Regions from separate parts of the Sus scrofa genome. Here region 2 is linked to region 1. The links are chromatin contacts, called in public Hi-C maps. All regions are on one chromosome and are shown on one strand. Each heading gives the region's core, a stretch centred on a gene start, on an enhancer-like site or on the middle of the called end of the contact. The rest is flanking DNA. Distances are from core to core; before and after follow the strand shown. Region 1 holds the start of LOC106506035 (undifferentiated embryonic cell transcription factor 1-like). Region 2 overlaps LOC102160869 (atherin-like).

Region 1 (5,457 bases), core at 1,641-4,140:
AGCCCCGTGTGCCCCTCCATCCTGCAGCTGCCCCTCAGCAATGCCAGTTGCCATGATCAGGGTCACTGTATTGCTTTAAGACTCACCTCTTTCCAAGATGCTGGGAAACCATTTGTGGTTAGGTTGAGGTGATCTCAACGAGTCATGATGAAGCTCTGTGTCCGCAGGTTTTCACAATAGAGGAAATTAAAACCAGGATAAGAATGTGCAAGCGAGTAGCAGGGCACTGTGGGTGATCGTGAGATCAGAAGCTGTGGCTAGGGTCCTCCTCCTGGCCACGCAGGGAGACGGGAGGCCCAGCTGGGGCTGGGGTTTGGGGGGGTACCCTCTGGACAGTCCCTGCAAGTCCCAGAGGATAAAGAAGCTGACCCATCACCTCCCAGCTTTCTCTCCACTCTCTAAGACCATCCTCCTCCTCATTTTTTTCTCATCTTTTGCACTTTATTCTGGGCCTTCCCCATCCTGCCCTTTTATTTCCTCACTCTTTTCTCTACTAACTACCATCCTCTCCATGTCTCAGTTTCACCTAGGTTAGCTAAGTAATTGTTAGCCAGGAGCAATTCCAGAGTTTGTAGACGCTCCCTGGAAGGTCTCACGTAGCCCCTGACATTAGAATTGAACTGAAACGTGAATCTCAATATATGCAACACAAGGCACGGTGTTTGCTGGGATAATGCAATCCCTCTTCTTTTGGTTCCCCCACTAGAGAATCCTGGGAACCCTGGGGAATATACTGAGCTTGGTGCCTTAGTGATCTTTTTTAAACTTTGGACCTTTTAAAATCAGCAATCAGTTTTAACTATTTTAAGTTCTTGACTTTGCTCTACAGCCCTAATTATGGACAAACCAACCCTCATGAAAGCTCAACTCGCCTAACAGTAGAAAGATCATCATAGGCTTCCATTAAGATGGTCCTGAGTTCAAATATTGTGTGATTTGGGCAAATTACTTCACTTCCTTGAGCCTATTTCCTCATCTTATAATGAAGAAAATAATACTGACCAAGGAATATAGCTTATACGTGTAAACCCCCCAGCACAATGCCAGATTAAAATAGTAGCTGCTATTATCATTTTTCCCTACCTTTCTCTTCCTTTTGAATAACCAAGACTAATCTGATGGGATTTCCTGGCCTCTGGAAGGTATACAGGGGACTTGGAGACTCCACAATGGTTGCAAGAGAGAGACAGACTTGGGAAGTGCGGGCTGGGAGGAAAATGCCAGTGCCCAGGCCTGACACCCTCCTACCTACCCCACCCTACCCTGCTCCCTACAGTCTTATCCAAGAACAGCAAGCCCATCCACACCACCATCCTGAACCCGCATGTCCACGTGATCGGAGAGGACGCAGCTTGCATCGCCTATATCCGCCTCACCCAGTACATCGATGGGCAGGGTCGGCCTCGCACCAGCCAGTCGGAGGAGACCCGGGTCTGGCACCGCCGGGATGGCAAGTGGCTCAATGTCCACTACCACTGCTCAGGGGCCCCTGCCGCACCGCTGCAGTGAGCTCAGCCACAGGTGCACCTGGTTGGGGGGCACAGGGCGCTGGGACAAGTGGGGGCAGGGAAGGAAGAAGAGGGTGAGAGGAAGCACCTGGGGAGGATATATGGGCCATCCCAGAAAAGTAGCAAAGGCTGTGGACAGAGTGTGTGTGTGTGTGTGGGGGGGGGTGGATAATAAGTTATACTCTGAAATCAAACACACTTGGGTCTGACCCCATGCCTCCAAATGCAGTGACCTCAGACAGATTACTTCCTAAGCCTCACTTTCCTCGGGTGTCAAAAGAGGGAAGGAGTGGTGCCCCCCTCCTTCATTGCTGTGAGAATTAAATAAGATACAGCAATCATGAGACAATGTTATGTTTAAATACCAGCTTTCAGAGTTCCCTGGTGGCTCAGTTGGTTACGGCTCAGGTCATTGCTGTGGTGTAGGTTCAATCCCTGGCCACAGGTGTGGCAAAAAAAAAAGGAAAGAAAGTAAATACTAGCCTCTCCCCCATTCTCCACCTTCTCAGGTTCTCAGGCAGACTTAGCCAGGTGTGGCGTGTGTTTAAGTCTTGGGAACTCATCTGTGTCTGTATTGTCCTCTGTTCTGTTACCACGTCTTGACAGGGGCATAAGGAGATCCCAGCCGGAGGTCAAACCTTCGCAGCCAGTGGCTCTGGAGGGCCTGAGCGACAGTGGCAGTTCTGTTCGTTTGAGGTTTAAAACAATTAAATTACAAAGCGGCAGCAGCCAATGCACGCCCCTGCATGCAGCCCTCCCGCCCGCCCTTCGTGTCTGTCTCTGCTGTACCGAGGTGTTTTTTACATTTAAGGAAAAAAAAAAAAAAAAAAAAGATTGTTTTAAAAAAAAATGGGATCCATACCATGATGCGTTTTAAAACCACCGATAGCCCTTGGACTAGCAAGAAGGCAGGAGTTTGTGTGATGCCCATCCTGGCACAAGCACTGGGCTCACCCACCAGCCCTGAAGAGGTGAGCTCAACCTCTGGCCTCCATGGACTCGGGGGGCCAGGCAAAGACTGACAGAGCTTTGGGGGCTGTGATGTGATTGCAGCCCCTGAGGTGGCCTGCCCGCCCCAGGTCTAGGAATGGACTTCTTCAGAATTTGTATACGCACCTAGAATGAGGCTGATGAGAAGAACATCGTGGCCATCAGACCTACTTGGGAGAGAACTCAGAGCTCCCAGCCTGCTGTGGAGGCAGCTGAAAAGCAGTGGCCTCAGGACTGAGAAGCAGTGGCCCGGACGTTGCTGTACTGTACCATGTAGTGTAGAAGGGAAGAGAATTGGTGCTGCAGAAGTGTGTCCGCTACGAAGCTGATGAGAAACCTCGTGTTAGTCTGACATGCACTCACTTACTCATCCATTTCTATAGGATGCACAATGCACGTGGGCCCTGATATAGAGGCCCAATCCTTGCAGCTGGGAAGTGGGAGGGGTTGCCGCTTTGCTTCGTGTTTGTTTTCTTATAACTTAGCAAGGAGAGAGCCAGGCCTTGGTCTCGGCTCCCGCTGCTGCCCTTGGCAGTTCTGTTTCTGTGCTGATTCGGACCATCTTTGTCTTGCCTTTTCACAGTGGTGGTCCCTGTGCCGACCCTCATCTGGGCCTGGGCCCTCTGCCAAGTGGGATGGGAGGAGTAAGGCAGTGGGATTGAGTTGATGGTTGTTTCTATGCATTCAGGCTGCCCTCAGGGGTGCCTCCCTCCTTACTCTTCCCGTCCTGCACGCCCATCTCTTTTCCTGTCTTTGAGATTGACCTGACTACTCTGGCAAGAAGAGGAGGTGTCCTCTTTAAAGAGGCGTCTCTTTACTGACCACCTGAAGTACAGACTTATTGCTGGACAGTCTGCATGGGCATCACCCCCACCCTCACCTGCATGTACCCAAAAGAGATGTCCAGAGCCAAGGCTCCTACATTCATTGTCCCTCTCTGTGCTCAAGGAGTTCCATTCCAGGAGGGAAAAATTTATGCTTTAAGCAGACAGCAGAGAAGATAATGGAGGAGCAATTGGTCATGGCCTTGGTTCCCCCCAAAACAACTGTGCAGACCTGTCTGCACTATTGGGGGAAAAGATGGGTAGACCCTAGCTCCCCGGACTGCCTTAAGGAAGCACAGGAGCTGGGGGAAGAGGCAAAGCTACAGGTTTACCTTGGAGCCAGCTGAGAAGAGAGCAGACTTATAGGTGCTGGTGCTTGGATTTAGCCAGGCTCCTCGGAGCACCTCCTGCATGCCCCAGCCCCTGGGCCCCTTACTGCCCTGCAGCCTGCAGTACCAGCACGCAGACACCTTCACCACAGGGTTTGGTTTTGCTGGCTTGAAGACAAATGGTCTTAGAGTTCATTAAGACCCATAGCTTCATATGGCTGCTCCAGCCCCACTTCTTAAGCATTCTTACTCCTCTTCTGGGGCTAATGTCAGCATCTATAGACAATAGACTATTAAAAAAAAAAAACACCTTTTAAACAGGAAATGGAAGGCATTTGATGCAGAATTTTTGCATGACGACATAGAAATAATTTAAAAATAGTGTTTGTTCTGAATGTTGGTAGACCCTTCATAGCTTTGTTACAATGAAACCTTGAACTGAAGATATTTAATAAAATAACCTTTAAACAGTCCATGGTGTTACTGCTGTTGGAGGCTTAAGGCCAGAGGCTTAGATTTTAGCAGCCTGGGTTACAAGGTTTCAGGTGGAGAGATGTACTTTCTCCCACTCCTTTTGTGCCCATTTAAGAATTAATCTTCCTCATAAATTCATCAGCCTCCAATCAGTCCCCCCAGCCGCTGAAGCGAGTTTGGGGTGGAGGGAAGAACTTGGGCCCTTAGGGACTGAGCTCCGGGTCTCGCCCCGCCCCCAGGCCCCGCCGGCATCCAGGACCGACCCCGCCCCCCCGCCCCGTCCCTCAGTGGGCCGGCCCGGCTCCCCCCCTCAGCCGGGCGGAGTGGAAGAACCCGCACCCTCGGCCCGCCCCTGCACCCAGAGACGCGGCGCCCGACGCTCGCCAGACTGTGCCACCGCGCAGGGAGGAGGGGGGTGCCTCTGCCGGCGGCGCGCAGAGCCTGCTGTATCTAAGGCGGCGGCTCGGCCGAGCGCTGCGGAACACCGTTCGGCGGCCCCGCACCTCGGCCGCGCGGCTGCCAGGCCCGGAGGCGGCAGGGACCCGAACGGGGCCGCTAGCGGCAGCGCGCCGCCTCCCCCCCGGTGGGAGCGGTGGTTGGGCCCGGCTGCGGCAGAGCGTTCGCTCGGAGATGGCGGAGCCGCCGCGACGCGGCCCGAGGCCCCGAGAGCAGGGAAGCCGGGCAGCCCCGGGACGTGGCGGAGCCCGGGGACAGCGGGGACGCCGCCCAGTCCGCCGGGTGAGACGCCCTTGGGAAGACCCCCCCCCCCGCCCCTCTCAGAGTGTGGCCCCCACCCACGGTCCCCGCACTTCTACCCTCACAGACTTCCCTCACCGTGGCCACCAAAACCTCCCGCAGGGGCGTCCCGGGCGGCCCCTCGGGGCGGCCCGCGTTCCCCTCCCCCTGTCCCTCCCGCCGGCCGGCCCTGGTAGTGGCCTCATTCCTGTCTGCTCGTCCCCTCAGCACGGGGCTCCTCCTCCCCTCGGGGCTCTCCTGCCCCGATGTCACCGCTGACTCTAGTCCGCGCGCGCCCCTTGCCCTTTCCCCTTCAACGCTCCACGCCCGACTCTCCATACCCACCTGTGACCGCGTGTTCCCCCCCGGCAGGTCCCTCCATCCGCAGCCCCCATGTGCCCGCCCTCTACGCCCACGGCGCTGCTCTGTCCCCCTCCTCCCGCGGCATCCGCGCCGCTGGTCTCCACCGTGGGCCCCACACCCCCCGGCCTCCCCAGCCCCCACCTCCGCTGCTTTCCGTCGAACCTCCCGCTGCTGCGCACACGTTCAGCACCTTTCTGCGCGGTGGTCCCGCTTCGGTATTTAGCATTCCACCTC
Region 2 (5,457 bases), core at 1,846-4,345, 120 kb before region 1:
TAACACTGTCATGAACATTTTTCTTAGGTCCAAATATATTTAAGTTTATTAAATACTGCCAAATTGTTTAGCAGTTCTGCATCCTTGACAATACATGGAATATCAGTCTTTTCATTTTAACCATTATTTTATTTATTTATTTTTTTGTCTGTTGTCTTTTCAGGGTCGCACCCGTGTCATACGGAGGTTCCCAGGCTAGGAGTCTAATTGGAGCTGTAGCCGCTGGCCCACGCCAGAGCCACAGCAATGCCAGATCTGAGCCAAATCTGTGACCTCACGGCAATGCCAGATCCTTAACCCACTGAGCAAGGCCAGGGATCGAACCCGCAACCTCATGGTTCCTTGTTGGATTCATTAACCAATAAGCCACAACGGGAACGCCTTCATTTTAACATTAGAGTAAGTATGAAAATCACCTCTTTCTGGAGTTCCCCTCGTGGCGCAGTGGTTAACGAATCTGACTAGGAACCATGATGTTGCGGGTTCGATCCCTGGTCTTTCTCAGTGGGTTAAGGATCCGGCATTGCCATGAGCCATGGTGTAGGTCACAGACACAGTTCGGATCCCTTGTTGCTGTGGCTGTGGTGGAGGCCAGCGGCTACAGCTCCATTAGACCCCTAGCCTGGGAACCTCCACATGCCATGGGTGCAGCCCTAGAAAAGGCAAAAAGACAAAAACAAAAAAAAAAAGAAAGAAAGAAAGAAAGAAAATCACCTCTTTCTGATTCCAAAGCCTATGCAACATTGTAAAGATGTGGAACTGATCTCCTGCTATATCCATGGCTCTCTGTCTTGGGTGGGAACAAGCGGCCTAAATATCACTTACATGCTGGCAGCAAGAATGGAAAGTGGCTTCTCAGGACAGCTAGGTGCCAGGATGCTGCCGCTGTTGTTTCTCAGGCGTGCTTACCAACTTCAAGATTGAGTGTGCATATGTCATTTTTGAGGAAAAGATCTCTTCGAGAAAGCTCTCCTGTGGCTTCTGGTACAAGGGTGTGCCAAGTATGTGGCCAGTGTGGTCAGAGCCTACTGTGAGGGCGGCCCTGTTCTTCTTTGCTAACAACTTGGAGTGGTTCAAGCCAGAACATCAGAAAGTTCTAAAGGATGGGGCCTGGCCTAGGAAGCACCATATAGCCTGAGGCTTAAAAACCTTAGAACTATATTGCAGTTTGGCCTCCTCCCCTAATGTGGCCTTGGGCAAGTCATTTAGCCTTTCTGTGACTCAGTTTTCTCAGCTATTAAATGGAGCAACAATGCCTGCTCTATCATTCACACAAAGTTCTTCAAAGCCTTCTTATTCTTCCTTGGTGTCTTTCTCCAGACCATCTTCTCCCCATGTCCCCTGTGTCTCCACCACACTGACCAATTTAATGTTCATGAGAAGAATAGCCTCTTTTACTCCTCTAGATTTTTGTTCGTTTTTTGGCTGCACCCACGGCAAGTGGAAGTTCCCAGGCGAGGGATCAAACCTGTGCCACAGCTGTGGCAACACCAGATGTTTAACCTCCTTCACCACCAAGGAACTTCCTACTCCTCTAGATTTTTATAAAAAGTGTTTTCATACAAGGTATTCTCTTTCTCTGGAATACCCCACCTCTCCTTGTCCACCCAGAAAATGCTTCCTCATTCTTCAAGACTCAGCCTAAGTACCTTCTGTTCTGCGAAGCCTTCCCTGGTCATTCTTTGACTCTCCTGGCAGATGGATACCCCCATAATATTTGGTGTTATACATCCTCTCACATCCCATTGTTTTCTCGTGAGTCTTCTCCACCAAACTGTGAGCTCCTTAAGAAGGAAACCTCCTAGCACTGTGTCAGGCTGATAGCAGTTGCTCAATAAATACTTACTGAATGAATGAATAAATCTTGAATAAAAAAGGAAGTGTGGAAATAGTGAAAAAGGAAATTAACACTTCATTATTAGTAATAAAAAATATATTCATATTACAAAATATTCGAGCAATGGAAGTAGAGATTTTCCCTAATCCATTCCATATGCAGATAGTCTTATAAGCAGTTTGTTGAGACCTTTTTCTATACATATACATATTTTTTCCAGGTTTTCTGAAGTTGTTATATCATGAATACTTTTTAAAAAATATTATTCGAGTGGAAGTTGAAAGAACAAGTCTCAGATTTGGTAAATAGGTCAGGGAATTTACTTTTCCACTCACCCCTCTGAAAACCTTAAAAAGCCCCTTATTTTATTCATTTCTGTATTCATTGTATTTATTATTTTTACTTTTTTTTTTTTTTTTTGCTCTTTATGGCCACACCAGTGGCATATGGAAGTTCCCAGGCTAGGGGTCGAATCAGAGCTACAACTGCTGGCCTACGGCACAGCCACAACAACACAGGATCTGAGCTGTGTCTGCGACCTACACCACAGTTCGCAGTAACACTGGATCTCTGACCCACTGAGTAAGGCCAGGTGTCAAAGTCGCATCCTCATGGATACTAGTCGGATTTGTTTCCTCTGTGCCACAATGGGAACTCCCATTTCTTCATTCATTTTAATTACAAAACCAACATCTGTACTCTGTAACAAGTTTAGACAATACAGAAATGTATAAATAAAAACATAGATGTCTTCTACATATATGTAGATGTATATGTGTATACACAACTTGAAAAAAGAAAAAGAATACTATGATCTGTGTGCTCTGTAACTTGCTTTTTTCACTCAATAGCTCACAAACATCTTTCTATATCAGTAAATATATATCTATCCCATTTTTTTTTTTTTTGCCACACCAACAACATGTGGAAGTCCCCAGGCCAGGGATCAGTCAAAGCCACACCACAGTAGTGACAATGCTGGATCCTTAGCCTGCTGAGCCCACCAGGGAGCTCCTACCCATTATTTTTCATGCTTGTATAGTATTCCATTGATTGAGGTAGCATGATTTAGATGTTTTCTAACCCTCTGCTGATACAATATACCCATTCAATAAATACTTATTGGGCACCAATATAAAGGATTAAATGAGAGTGTGGACCTTGAGTGTGGACACACAAATTGCCAGACCAGTACTTGATAGCACCCACAGCATCGAGGGTGGAACTGGAAAACATGACTCATGCCAGCTGCCTAGCAGTCTTCCTCCTACACAGGTCTTGCACTTCATTGACTAGAACAAAACAGGATCCAGGACCCACAGAGGGAGCTTCTGGAACGTGAGCTGGATGGAACAAGCACAGTTTTCTTTAGATGAACAAATTGGTTTTACAGAAACAGGAAATTTCTCTCATACTTTAAGTCCTAAAATAGAATAAATATGCCGAGATGCACAGGGATTTGGGGAATTTGGTTAACATCGTGAAGTAAATTTAATGGGTGTTTTGAATCTGACAATCTCAGCATGAGCTGTTACATACTTCTTGAAAAGGCTCATATTGAAAATCAGGGCATGGCCACAATCAAGGAATGTTCTCACAGTAATAGAATGGAGGGAGGAAAACACCTCTAAGCATTACCAGTCTCAAAGGTATAGGAAACAACACTTCCTGCTCTGTTGGGGAGACTATAAATCAGGCAGCCTAGAGAACCAAGCAGTCTAGCCCAACCTTCCTCTTTAGCCTCACTTCCAGATTTTCTCCCCAACACTGGGCCTGGTGTTCCTCCAGCTCAGCACACTGCCCACCTCAGGGCCTTCAACAGGCCTTCCCTTTGTCTGGAAGTCTCCTTCTCCTCTCATTATCTCCCACACCCGCAGTCTTCCTAGTCTATTCCTGTTTTTCCTTCAGTTCTCAGCTTGTTGGAGGCTGTCCCTGAACCCCCAGTCTAAATTAGGTTCCTCTGTCTTCATTTTCTGACAACCTGTTCTTTTCCTCCAAAGTCACCACATGGCAATAATATATTGCTTGTGTTGTTATTTCTGTAGTGGTAATGTCTTCTACTAGGAATGGTGTCTGATTTACTCATAGCCGAATTCCTAGAGTCTCATAAATGTCTACCACAAAGTAGTATCCAATAAATATTTGTTAAATAAATGAATGATTTTCATGAATGTGGTATCCTGGACCAGAAAAAGGTGTAAAAACTGGAAAACTCTGAATGATGTCTGAATTTAGGTGAATAGTACAGTACTAATGTTAATTTTTTAATTTGACAAATGAACAACTTTTAGGCGTAATATAAATTCAGCAGTCCCACTGAAAGAATCTCTCCCACAGAAGTAGCACAACTGCATAAGATAGAGGTGCAAGCCTCTTGTGGATACATTTGTATCAGCAGAAGTTTAGAAAATGTCTACACTATGGTATATTATTCAATGGAATACTATGTAAACACTCAAAGGAAAGACAAATTTATACGTTTACTACTATGAATAATGTTAAGCAGAGATGAATAGGTGGAATACAAAGGATTTTTAGAACAGTGAAATTACTCTGTATGATGTTAAAATGATGGATACATGTCATTATACATTTGTTAAAACCTGGAGAATGTACACCACCAAGAGTGAACCCTAACGTAAGGAGAATGTACACCACCAAGAGTGAACCCTAACATAAACCATGGACTTTGTGATGGTGATTTGTCAATGCAGGGCTATCAGTTGAAACAAATGTACCATTCTGGTGGAGGATGTTGATAGTGGGGGAGGCTGTGTGTGGATGGGGGTGGGAAATATATGGGAAATGTTTGTACCTTCCACTCAATTTTATTGTGATTTTTTTTTTGGCGGGGGGGGGGGGGTGGTGCATGCCTGAGGCATGCAAAAGTTCCCAGGCCAGGGACTGAACCTATGCCACAGCTGTGGCTTGAGCCACAGCAGTGACAACACCAGATCCTTAAGCCACTGAGCCACTGCAGAATTCCGGGAATTTTTTTAAAAAACTTAAGTTTTGAATAATTTTAAATTTGTAGAAAATTTGCAAAGATAATACAGGAAGTTCCTGTCTAAACTTCATTCAGCTTGCCCTAATATTAACACTTTATGTTACCCCTAAAAATGGTCCATTTGTCAAAATTAAGAAATTGACATTAGTACTGTACTATTCACCTAAATTCAGACATTATTCAGATTTTACCAGTTTTTGCATTTATATCCTTTTTCTGGCCCAGGATACCATACTGCTTTGGGACAAATGAGTTTCCACAAATTTAGTTTAGTTGCTCCTTTTCTTTCCCCACATGTAGTGCTAACCTGGGGTCAGAGTGCCTTCTTCATTTTTCTGCCTCCTTGCTTTCAGACCATTCATTTTCATTCCTTATGTGCTTCTCCATAGCCTGCCTTTAGGGATCCCTTAGATATGAGGGCTCCATAAAGATTCCTTTAGTCAGACAAATCTTGCTAACTGCCTACTCTCTGAGTAGACTGATTCCAGCCAGGGGTTTGTCCATCAGGAGACATCTCGCCCAGGACAAGAGTGAATCCATTGTGTTCTGGCTTCCCTCAGTGTGCATCATCCCTAAATCTCCTTTTCTTTCTTTTTCTTTTTTTCTTTTTTTT

Evidence for each region. A called contact is a pair of places that touch in the nucleus more often than the background predicts.
Region 2: a Hi-C map of embryonic fibroblasts shows a contact between it and region 1, with 3 times the contacts expected there. The contact joins the enhancer-like site here to the promoter of LOC106506035 in region 1. A contact is called at or near these places in 10 of 47 Hi-C or Micro-C datasets (adipose tissue, alveolar macrophages, embryonic fibroblasts and 6 more) and 2 of 2 datasets of contacts at active chromatin or transcription factors (alveolar macrophages and skeletal muscle).

The regions. Positions count from the first base shown.
Region 1 is chr14:76,533,762-76,539,218 of Sscrofa11.1, reverse strand. It overlaps LOC106506035 (undifferentiated embryonic cell transcription factor 1-like), which reads left to right and starts at 2,890. Exons shown (of 7, transcript XM_013983327.1): 1 at 2,890-2,935; 2 at 3,082-3,142; 3 at 3,769-3,804; 4 at 4,365-4,863; 5 at 4,949-5,144; 6 at 5,233-5,438. The coding sequence starts at 2,890. CAMK2G (calcium/calmodulin dependent protein kinase II gamma) reads left to right here. Exons shown (of 21, transcript NM_214193.1): 20 at 1,277-1,521; 21 at 2,115-2,338. The coding sequence ends at 1,509. NDST2 (bifunctional heparan sulfate N-deacetylase/N-sulfotransferase 2) reads left to right here and starts at 4,524. Exons shown (of 16, transcript XM_005671114.3): 1 at 4,524-4,863.
Region 2 is chr14:76,657,034-76,662,490 of Sscrofa11.1, reverse strand. All of the region lies in intron 1 of LOC102160869 (atherin-like), which reads left to right. Among named protein-coding and RNA genes, the nearest start is that of PLAU, 30 kb to the right of the region's middle. Within about 2 kb of position 3,095, at least 13 of the 83 cell types and tissues checked have an H3K27ac peak or open chromatin away from gene starts, as enhancers often do. A contact at or near this core is called in alveolar macrophages, embryonic fibroblasts and retroperitoneal adipose tissue, where this site is marked.